Linked DNA regions of Mus musculus: region 1 is linked to region 2. Evidence: chromatin contacts called from public HiChIP or PLAC-seq data. All regions are on one chromosome and are shown on one strand. Each heading gives the region's core, a stretch centred on a gene start, on an enhancer-like site or on the middle of the called end of the contact. The rest is flanking DNA. Distances are from core to core; before and after follow the strand shown. Region 1 overlaps Lasp1 (LIM and SH3 protein 1). Region 2 holds the start of Plxdc1 (plexin domain containing 1).

Region 1 (4,804 bases), core at 1,112-3,611, 160 kb before region 2:
TGGCCCCCGTGTCCCGGACTGACCTGGTTCAGGACAGTGCAGCCGTTGTAGAGGAAAACCAGACAGCTGGTGAGGCCTGAAACAGATGGTTGCTGAGGTGGTGGACAGTGACCTGCTACAGCCAAGAAACGGTTCCCAGCCTCGGCTCTCCAAATCCCCAGAGTAGGATGAACGATGAGCTGAGCCTTTCCTTAGACCTGACTTCTGTTCGTGTTGGAGAAGCCCTTTCTGTAGTGTGTTTTTCATAGAGTTCTCAGGAGAGCGGGGCAGCAGTGCACGGAGGGGCTCTCCTCCGAGCTCGGACCTCTCTTCTGAGGTTCTTTGCTGCAGAACTGCTTCTCAGAGGCCGGCTTGGCGGGCTCCGGAGAGCTATTCTGGCTCGTCAGAGGCTCACTGATGGACTCACGGCTCCCTTGGGCAGCGGCTTTGTCCTTTGACCCACACAGCCTTAGCTCAGCTATTTGCTTTGAAATTCCCCCACACTCTTGGTGGGTCAGGCCATCTCCTGGCTGGGATGCAGGCTGCTAACACTCAGATTTGGCAAGGGCTTTTTTTTTATAGTTGTAGACAGGAAGAGTGTAGGGCTAGGAGCCCAGCATCCCTATGTCTCCGGACATGTGCTGCTAAGCCATGTGACCTTAGGCAGTAGAAATGACATTTTTAAAAAAAAGTGACTCCCCCACCCCCCAACTATTTATTTATTTATTTATTTATTTATTTATTTATTTATGGTTTTTTGAGACAGGGTTTTTCTGTGTAGCCCTGGCTATCCTGGAACTCACTCTGTAGATCAGGCTGGCCTTGAACTCAGAAATCCGCCTGCCTCTGCCTCCCAAGTGCTGGGATTAAAGGAGTGCGCCACCATTGCCCAGCTTATTTATTTTCTTATGTGTTTATTTTATGTATGTGAGTACACTGTAGCTGTTCTCAGACACATCAAAAGAGGGCATCAGATCTCATTACAGGTGGTTGTGAGTCACAGTGTGGTTGCTGGGAATTGAACTCAGGACCTCTGGAAGAGCAGTCAGTGCTCTTAACCAAGTTGACCCATCTCTCCAGCCCAGAAATGACCTTTTTACTCAAAACTTTATTTTGGCTCCCTCAGAGACTCTAAGAGGGCTTCAGACCTTCTAGAGCTGGAGTTACAGATGACTGTGAGTTGCCTCATGGCGCTAGGGATTGGACCTGCGTTACGTGTCACAGAGAGGTGGGCAGTCTGGTGTCTGTTTTGAATGTCCAGTTTGTTCATATGCCCCACTTTAAGAAGAAGGAAAGAAACGTGAACGAAACTAACAATCTAGCTCCAAGCCAATGCCGCAGCTATCTAGAGACAGTTCACTCCCAGACAGTGAGTGGGTAGAGTTGGCACGAGCAGATTGTAAGTCCTATGCAAACCCAGTTGGTGCACAGCAAGCCATCACGTCCATGTTCACTACCACTGCTCGCACCACCATGCCCAGCTAATGCTCTCTTTGGGTGTATTTGGATGTCAGGATTTTGAGCCGAAGTGACTCCATCTTTGTTTCCTTTCTTTTGTGTTCTACGTAATTATTGCAGGTCCTCTGGAAGAGCAGCTAGTATTTGTAACCATTGAGCCATCTTTCCCCTCATAAGATACTGCTTCTTTATAGGCATTCAACGTGTGGCCTCCCTTTAGAGCCCTCTGGATATGACTTAATGGGGCTATTATTGCTCTGACACCTTCTGTCTTAGGCTTCTGCATTGTGTGTACGTGTGGGTGTATGGGGGGCTTGTTTCTGACCAGGGGCCTCAGGCCGGGCAAGCTCATCTTCATGTCCACCTGAACCCAAGCTCTCCTTTTCCTCTTGGCCTCCAGGTGCGCTACAAGGAGGAATTTGAGAAGAATAAGGGCAAAGGTTTCAGCGTGGTGGCAGACACGCCTGAGCTGCAGAGAATCAAGAAGACCCAGGACCAGATCAGCAATGTGAGACCCTGCCCTGATGCCCAGGCTACCCTCTGCCCTCCCTTCTCATCCTCTCCCTGACAACCTCAGCAAAGGCCCACGCCGCAGTGGTCAGATCAGAGGCAAGGGGGAGGGAGTTGAGGTACCCGGGAGCCTTTTCTTTGTTCTCCCTCTTTGGTGGGCACTCTGCCCAAATGGCATTTCCTCCTTAAAGAGACTGCTCTTTTAGAGGCAGACAGATAGACACACAAACACATACAGAGTGTCTAAGTCACCTTCCATTCTCTGGAGCAGACCCCGTTCCCTGGTCATGGTGGGGATGGGGTCGGAGTGCAGATTAGATGCTTGTTTTTAGCACCAGGGTCAAAGCTGGGGTTGGGGGTTGAGCCTCCTGTCTGCCTCTGGGTGCTAACACAGCAGTCATTTCCGCCCTCCCTCGACTGCCTCCCACCTCAGTTTGTTCTTCCTTCCTGTGTGAAAACCCAGCTGGCTTTGCCCACAGGCCCTACACCCCCTCCAGGCCCTTTCAGGCCCAGTCAGGGACTGGTCATTGGTGTCTGGTTGTGAGACATAGGCGTGGAGAGTGGGTGGCGGAGTGACTGTCTCTATATGGTTCTGTAGAGCAGCTGGGGTTAGGGATCATCGCTCAGTTCCACCCTTACATAGCCGCAGACCAGCAGCTTGTATGGCTCCGGGTTTGCAGGGGCCGGGTTGGGAGTATGTGGGTAGGTGCTGCTGGGCGTGACGTCACAGAACATGGGCACAAGCCTGAATGCCGAGTTATAGAACATGCCCCGTCATTGGCAACAGACTCCTTATAAATGAAGGATGAAGCAGGCCGATACGATACCCTCGTGTCTATCACAGGAAAGGGTCTACCAGTTTGCCTGTGTCATTCTGGGCTGAGGGACTAAGGATGGGGAAGACAGGATCCAGATTCAGGTGGCTCGCCTTGCACACACCCTCCAGGATCATCTCTCCCCATTCTGTCGCTGGACAAGTCTCATAGCTCACTGGTCTGCGCCGCCCCCCCCCCCCCCAAACACCCGGCACAGAAGCACCCTCTTGCAGGGTGGTTAACGCTCTGATTCTGCCCTCTGTCTTGTTTAGTGGCACACACCTGTAACTCCCAACATTTGGGAGGCTGAGGCAGGAGAGTCATGGATTCAAAGCCACTTGAGGCTGAGGCACGATCAAGAGGTTGAAGCCGTCCTGGGCTTTATAATAAAACACACGCATGCGCACACACACCCTCTTTCCCATGCACACGAAACAAAGAAAACTTCTTAAAGGAGGGAGGGCTGAAGTTTAGTGATAGAGCGTGCACAGGGCCCAGAGTCCCCTCCCTCGCACTACAAAGAGGAAGCATAAGTGACTGCTTTTTGGGGGGGTGGGGGTGGAGGGGGGACTTGGAAAGTTCATTCAGTATTTTCTCTTGTTTCATTAAAAATGCTGGGGGCAGTCCAACCAAGTGGGCTTTGCAACCCAGTTGTTGGGCTGAAGTTTAAAATGAACAGCCTGTTGAATGACTTCTCCTGAGCTGGAGGGCCTGCCTCAGAAGGCTGCAAACCCTTCTTGGCCCCCCAGGAAAGCCTGCTGCAGTTTGCCCTCTTCCAGTCTGGGCCTGGCTCACACCCTGGCGTTTCCTTTCTGCCTCAGATCACACAAAGGGTAAAAGGGTGTGCCCGGAGCGCCTCAGATCGAAAGAGGGGAAGTGGTGTGGTCTTGGGTGATTGGGAAACTGGGATGGCTCACAAAGGTGGAATCATGTGGCTTTGTGTCTTGAGACGCTTCCGGTCAACCTTTGGGACATTTCATTCATTGATTTACCGGGTTAGTTTGGAAGAGAGAAGTAGCCCTAGCCATCTCTGCCTTACTTTCTTGGAAGGTTTCCCGAGTGTCCTAACACCCAGTCTCTTTCACCTACCTTCCTGCACCCTGTTACTCGACGTTGGGCACATTAAATGCCTGAGGAGTTCTGGTAACAAAAGCCTACAGTAGCCACCGTATCTACACTACCGATAGCATCTTATCAGCCTCTTCGGAGAGGCAATTAGCTGATTGCCTTGGTTCGAGGCTGGGGGAGGTGCTTTGGATCTGCCTGAGCTGGCAGGTGTAAAAGCCGGAAGTCTTTCTCCTGGTTTTAGGGAGTGTGACCAGGGTCTGTCTCTGTCAAGAGTCCCGCACAGTCAGCTGGGCTGCAGAGCTCCAAGGAAGAGGGCTTAGCATCCACAAGGACCCATGGGTTCAGTTTTCTCCATACACAAAGGATCCCCTTCTGTCATCTGGGCACTGAATGAAAACTCAGGCCTCTGTCTCCCAGCATTCCAGATTGGCACCCCTGGACCGGAGCCTAACATTCAGCATCATCAGCTTGCCTCGGGGCTTACTGTGGTACCGACTGAAACTTATCGCTTAAACTCATACGGTCTTACCAACCCCTAAGTCCGAGGACACTGGGCATGACTATGTCCCAGAACCCTGAGGGAACTTTAAACCACAGGCAGAACTGTGGCTTAGTTGGGCCAACCTCCAGCATCCCTCTCTGAGAAAGGTGCCGTTCAGAGCCACACTGTATTTTTGGTTCCAAAATAGCATCCTTGTTCGTGGCTCATCTCTTCCCAGTTTAGCACCTAATGACTAGTGGTCAATTCTGAAGGTCAGACTTGTCTTCTAGAGATGGGGACTGGCTTCCCTGGAGAAATCACTTCAGACAAAGGACTTTCACCGGCCAGAGCAGCTGAAAACTAAGTGACTATTTTCCTGGAGTGGTCATCTTTGCTTGGGGATGTGAAGTCTACCTCAGTCCTGTGTAAGGCAAGAGAGTGAGAGAGAGACATGTGGTCTTGTTCCAGGCACGCTGGGCTCCCACCTTCCGTC
Region 2 (4,409 bases), core at 1,149-3,648:
GTGAACCAGGACAGTATGGTGGTTGCCCAGGCCCTCCCAGCAGGGTAGATCTCTCTGAGGAGGGAAGCCTGCAGCTGACAGGAAGAGCAGCAATCCCAGAAACCATTGTGAGGAATCTGAATTTTAGTCAACAGTATATTAGTTTATTGGGAGGCCCCTGGTGGGCAAGGAGGAAACTGAAAGCAGATTAAGGTTGGTTGGGTTACAAAACATCTGTTTGGCCCTGACTCTAGAGACAAGCAACCTTGGCTCAGAACATAGGTGACTGCAGGGATTGCTTGTGAGTTTCCAAAATGGCTGCCTGAAAGATTCTCCCTTCTGTGTGTATCCTGGATGTCTTTGGTTTCTCTGGGACCAGACCATCAGTGACCCCTTCCTGGGCCTGGAGGCCATCTTCCTCTCTGCCTGACTACAGGCTGCTTCTGGGCTCTCCTCAGTAGACTCCTTCCTTCTTCAGGTCATCGATGCCTCCTGTGTCCCTTGTAAGGATGATGATGGGAACAAGACTGTAGGGATGGAGGAACACCAGCCCTGATGGGGACACCATTGCCCCAGGTGGAGCTAGGCCTCCTTGGGTCCCCCACTCCCACCCCCTCATTGACCTCAGGGGCTCTATCATACAGAGCAAGCAGCCAGTCTCCATGAAGGACCCCTCCCAGCCTTCCCCATTCCCCCACATCCTCAGATGGCCTCTACAAAACCTTACTACCAAACCCAGCCCAACCTGGGATGAGTCAACAATTGCCCTGACGGCTTTTTACAGCTTCCTAGGGTCTAACCTCAATCTCACTTGCTGCAGATGCCCGATGTCTTCCAGATGAATCTAAAAGCAGAGACGGCTAAGTAGTCTGTACTTACAAAAGTGACACTTGTCTCTGGGTCCCCTGATGTAGCCAGCTCCCTTCCTCAACCCTCTCCTCGGCCCAAATCCCTCATCAACCCAGCCATATCTGAGTTCAGGAAACACACCAGCCTAAGGCTGAAAAGGACTCGGGACTTAACCCACTCAGTCCCTTTCTAGTTACCATTTTAAGATAAATTATCAGTTGCCTGTACCTGTCCGAGAAGTAAAGAATATCTTAAGGGGGAAAAATAATCTTTCATAACTCCACCTTCAAGAGCCAAAGATTTAGTCAAGAACCTCTTTTTATACATCAAAAACTGAGCCCAGAGAAAGTAACTTGGGTAAGTAACTCGCCCAAGGTCACACAGCAAGTGAGACAACAGAACTAAAAGCTAAGTGCTCAGCTACCTTCTGTGGGAGCCACCATGGACACCGATGGGTCCACACTAGTCTCTGGACATGTGACTTCTCTGTCCTCTACCCCCGCAGTCACCACCAGCATCCTCCACTCATACCATCTCATCCCAACCCAGATTCATTTGGACTACCTACCTACCGTGACCATCAAAGTCAAGAACACAGTTAGGCACTATGCTGACACAACAGCAAGTGGGACACTCACTTCCCTTTTAAGGAGCTTGTGAAATCACCCTTATTCCCAGCCCCCACCTCCCCGAGAAAGCCTGGGTGCAGAAACTAAACCATATATATTTTTAAAAACGGCCTTTCTTGATAACGTGAGGGATTCAAAGTAGATCCCTGAAAGGACCTCAAGAGGAAGAAATGGCTTGAGAAACTGGTCTAGAGGAAAGAGGAGTGTGCAGAATGGAAGCTCCTCCTCCACCCTCACCCCCTTACCTCCATGCTCAGCCTGTGCAACTGAGAACCGAGCAGAACCTAGCAGGGGGGAGAAGGGAACCCTTGACCCTGGGAGATCGGGGAGCAGCTGGCTGCTTTTTCCTGGGGTCCCTGCCTCTCCACCAGTACGCAATAGGTAGGGGAAGCAAGTTAGACGGCCAGGCTGGTGCCAGGATGTCTCCCATCCTCCGGCGACTCCCACGCAGTCACAAGCCCAACTGGGACCCCACCTAGAGCAGCTGAGAGAGGCAGCAGGGAAGAGCATGGAAAAGAAAAGCAAACGCCTCTCTGAAATGATCGCCGGTCCCTGTGACTATTCTGGAGACCCCGGCCTGGGTCCCTCCACGTCCTTCCGACAGCAGTAGGAGGTGCGCACCCTCTGTGCGCACACAGAGAAAGTAGGGTCCTTGTCCCCTATCCCTGGCGTCCTGAGGACAGGACCCAGGTCCCGCTGGCGGGTCTGCACCTGCCCTGGCCGCGCGTCCTACCTGCGGGTGTTGCGGGACTGAGCGCGCGCGCGGCCCCGCGGAGTAGCAGCAACTGCAGCAACCAGAGCTGAGCTCGCATGGTGGGCGCGGACGACCTCCGGGTCTGCGCGGCGGCGGCGGCGGCTGCAGAGGGAGCAGCCCCGGGCTGGGCGAGCGGGGAGCGGGAGCGGAGCGGGCAGGGCGAGCGAAGCACGGCGCTGCGGCCTTGGGGAGCGCGGGCGGGAGAACCCAGAGGGCGGGGCGCAACGCTGGGGTCCCCGCCTCCCGGAGCTCCGCGCCGCACCCCACGGGACCCGGGACCGCGCCGGGACATCTCTGGTTACCGAGAGAACCCCGCTGCCCCAGAAACCTAAGTAAAAGGCCGAGGTGAAGGGCCCCAGGAAGCGCCCCTACTTGGGCCGTTGGCTCCCACCACCCATCCCAAGAGCATGCGACTTTCTGAGCTAGTCCTTGTACTTCTGTGGCTTCCTGGTGTTCTACATAAGTGCACACACAGACACGCACCAGGAATCTCCCGCAGTCGAACCGCGCCCCCCCCCCCCGCCCCCCAGCTTCTACCCCAGAAGAGGCACGAATTGCGTCTCCCCAGTTGACTGCTTCACAGCCCATCTCCAGCACCGACCCCACCCCATTCCATCCCACACCCACACCCCCCTCCCGTCCAGCAGACATGTAGGTGCTCGAGACTGGCACATTCCCACTTTGAAACAGCTCGGTGCCCCTTCCACAGAAAGGCCAGATCAGTCCAAGATAGACCCAGAGCCAGAAGTGGCGCCCACTGCCACCACACTTTACCGGACTCTGGGAATAGGGCACTTCCCCCCCACCCCACCCCCTTCAAGTATGGAATAAAAATACCCGCAATTTAGGAGATTTAATAGACGGCATGGAATCAGGTCAAGGCACGAAGGTGCCTGTGACCTACTTCATGGGAAGGAGAAGAACTGGGGCCTAGAGAGTGGAGAGGACTGAGGGGCCCCTGGCTTCCTCTGTGTAGGGGACCTGGAGAGTGCGGAAAGAAAGGGTGCAGAGACTGCTTCCTGGGACTTATCCCCAGAAGAAGGCTGCAGCTGGGGACAGAAGTAGAGTGTGGGCTTAAGTAGGTGAGTGGCCTGGCACTGAGGTCAAAAGAAGGACCAAGAAAGGAAATGAATCCCAGTGTCACTCTCCTCTGGGTCCAAAAACCTAGAGGTGGTCTCCCCAAGACCTCAATATAATATTATGTAATACTATGAGCCAAGGCAAGCCCCGCAACCAAAGGGACTTTTGTTAGTTTTCCAGGTAAGGACTAACGCCGTCGACCAGGTTGGTTTCGAACTCACGATCACTCTTCAGTTTATTGAAGGGATTACAGAGGTGAGCCCACCAAACCTAGCCAGCCATTGACTTTCTAATTCCTTGCCTGAATTCTCCCAGGACAGCCTCTGGGGTATCGAAGAAACCGTCCCTTCCAGATGTGGCCTCCTACCGCCACCCAGTGGACCCGTGATGAGCCACGGGGCTGCCGTTTAGCTGATCTCTTGAAGAGTTAAGAGACTGCCCGCGCAGGCGCCGCGAAGGGCCTCTATAGTGTTCCAAGATGGACCTCCAGCCTCAATTCTGGTGTCGTCGTGCGCGGTCAGTCTCGGTGCCCGTTCTCCATAAAGTCTTGTATTGGGGCTCAGGCAAAAGCAACAACTTGGAAATATTAGAAGCAAATGGCGTGGACAAGTTTCTAACCGTAAGCCTCTAGAACTTGAGCATGCACGGGAAGTACTTCTCAGAACGCATATTTCTAGCCCCACCCAGGGATAGTTCACTGGGTCAGAGAGGAGGCCAAGAATCTTCATGTCTAGCACGAGCCCAAGTCCCGTGGTGCTAGTCACATTCGGAGAGCCACTGCCCTGAAAATTCCCAGTTCCTTACCACCGTCCCCGCTCCCTGACTGTTTGGGAGTTGGCGATGGAAATATTGCCATAAAAATATGCGGGACGTAATAAGGTCTTCCAAAGAAAAGAGTGAGCCTGCTAGGGGGCACCCGGATTTGAACCGGGGACCTCTTGATCTGCAGTCAAATGCTCTACCACTGAGCTATACCCCCTCTGCCGGTAGCTTTGCGTCAGTTACTACTTGGTGCTAGTCTAGCGCAGGCGCACTAAAGCGTCTTTAAAAGGGAAGACTGATTCGAAGTTATCAAGAAACACGAGGACCTGACCTACCAGATTACTAGCTTCAAAACA

Evidence for each region. HiChIP or PLAC-seq counts read pairs in DNA pulled down with a chosen protein or histone mark.
Region 1: an H3K4me3 HiChIP or PLAC-seq map of bone marrow-derived macrophages shows a contact between it and region 2, with 4 times the contacts expected there. The contact joins the enhancer-like site here to the promoter of Plxdc1 in region 2. A contact is called at or near these places in 1 of 15 datasets of contacts at CTCF or cohesin (CD8 T cells), 2 of 484 Hi-C or Micro-C datasets (memory CD8 T cells and natural killer cells), 25 of 115 datasets of contacts at active chromatin or transcription factors (the 230-238 cell line, CD8 T cells, the HPC-7 cell line and 15 more) and 3 of 9 other capture datasets (adipose tissue, liver and pancreatic islet).

Annotation. Positions count from the first base shown.
Region 1 is chr11:97,823,005-97,827,808 of GRCm38.p6, forward strand. Lasp1 (LIM and SH3 protein 1) reads left to right here. Exons shown (of 7, transcript NM_010688.5): 4 at 1,838-1,945. Among named protein-coding and RNA genes, the nearest start is that of B230217C12Rik, 16 kb to the right of the region's middle. Within about 2 kb of position 2,362, at least 119 of the 459 cell types and tissues checked have an H3K27ac peak or open chromatin away from gene starts, as enhancers often do. A contact at or near this core is called in CD8 T cells, the SCID.adh cell line, adipose tissue and 6 more, where this site is marked.
Region 2 is chr11:97,984,048-97,988,456 of GRCm38.p6, forward strand. Plxdc1 (plexin domain containing 1) reads right to left here and starts at 2,399. Exons shown (of 14, transcript NM_028199.3): 1 at 2,191-2,399. The coding sequence starts at 2,269. n-TCgca55 (a tRNA gene) reads right to left here and starts at 4,270; the gene lies at 4,199-4,270.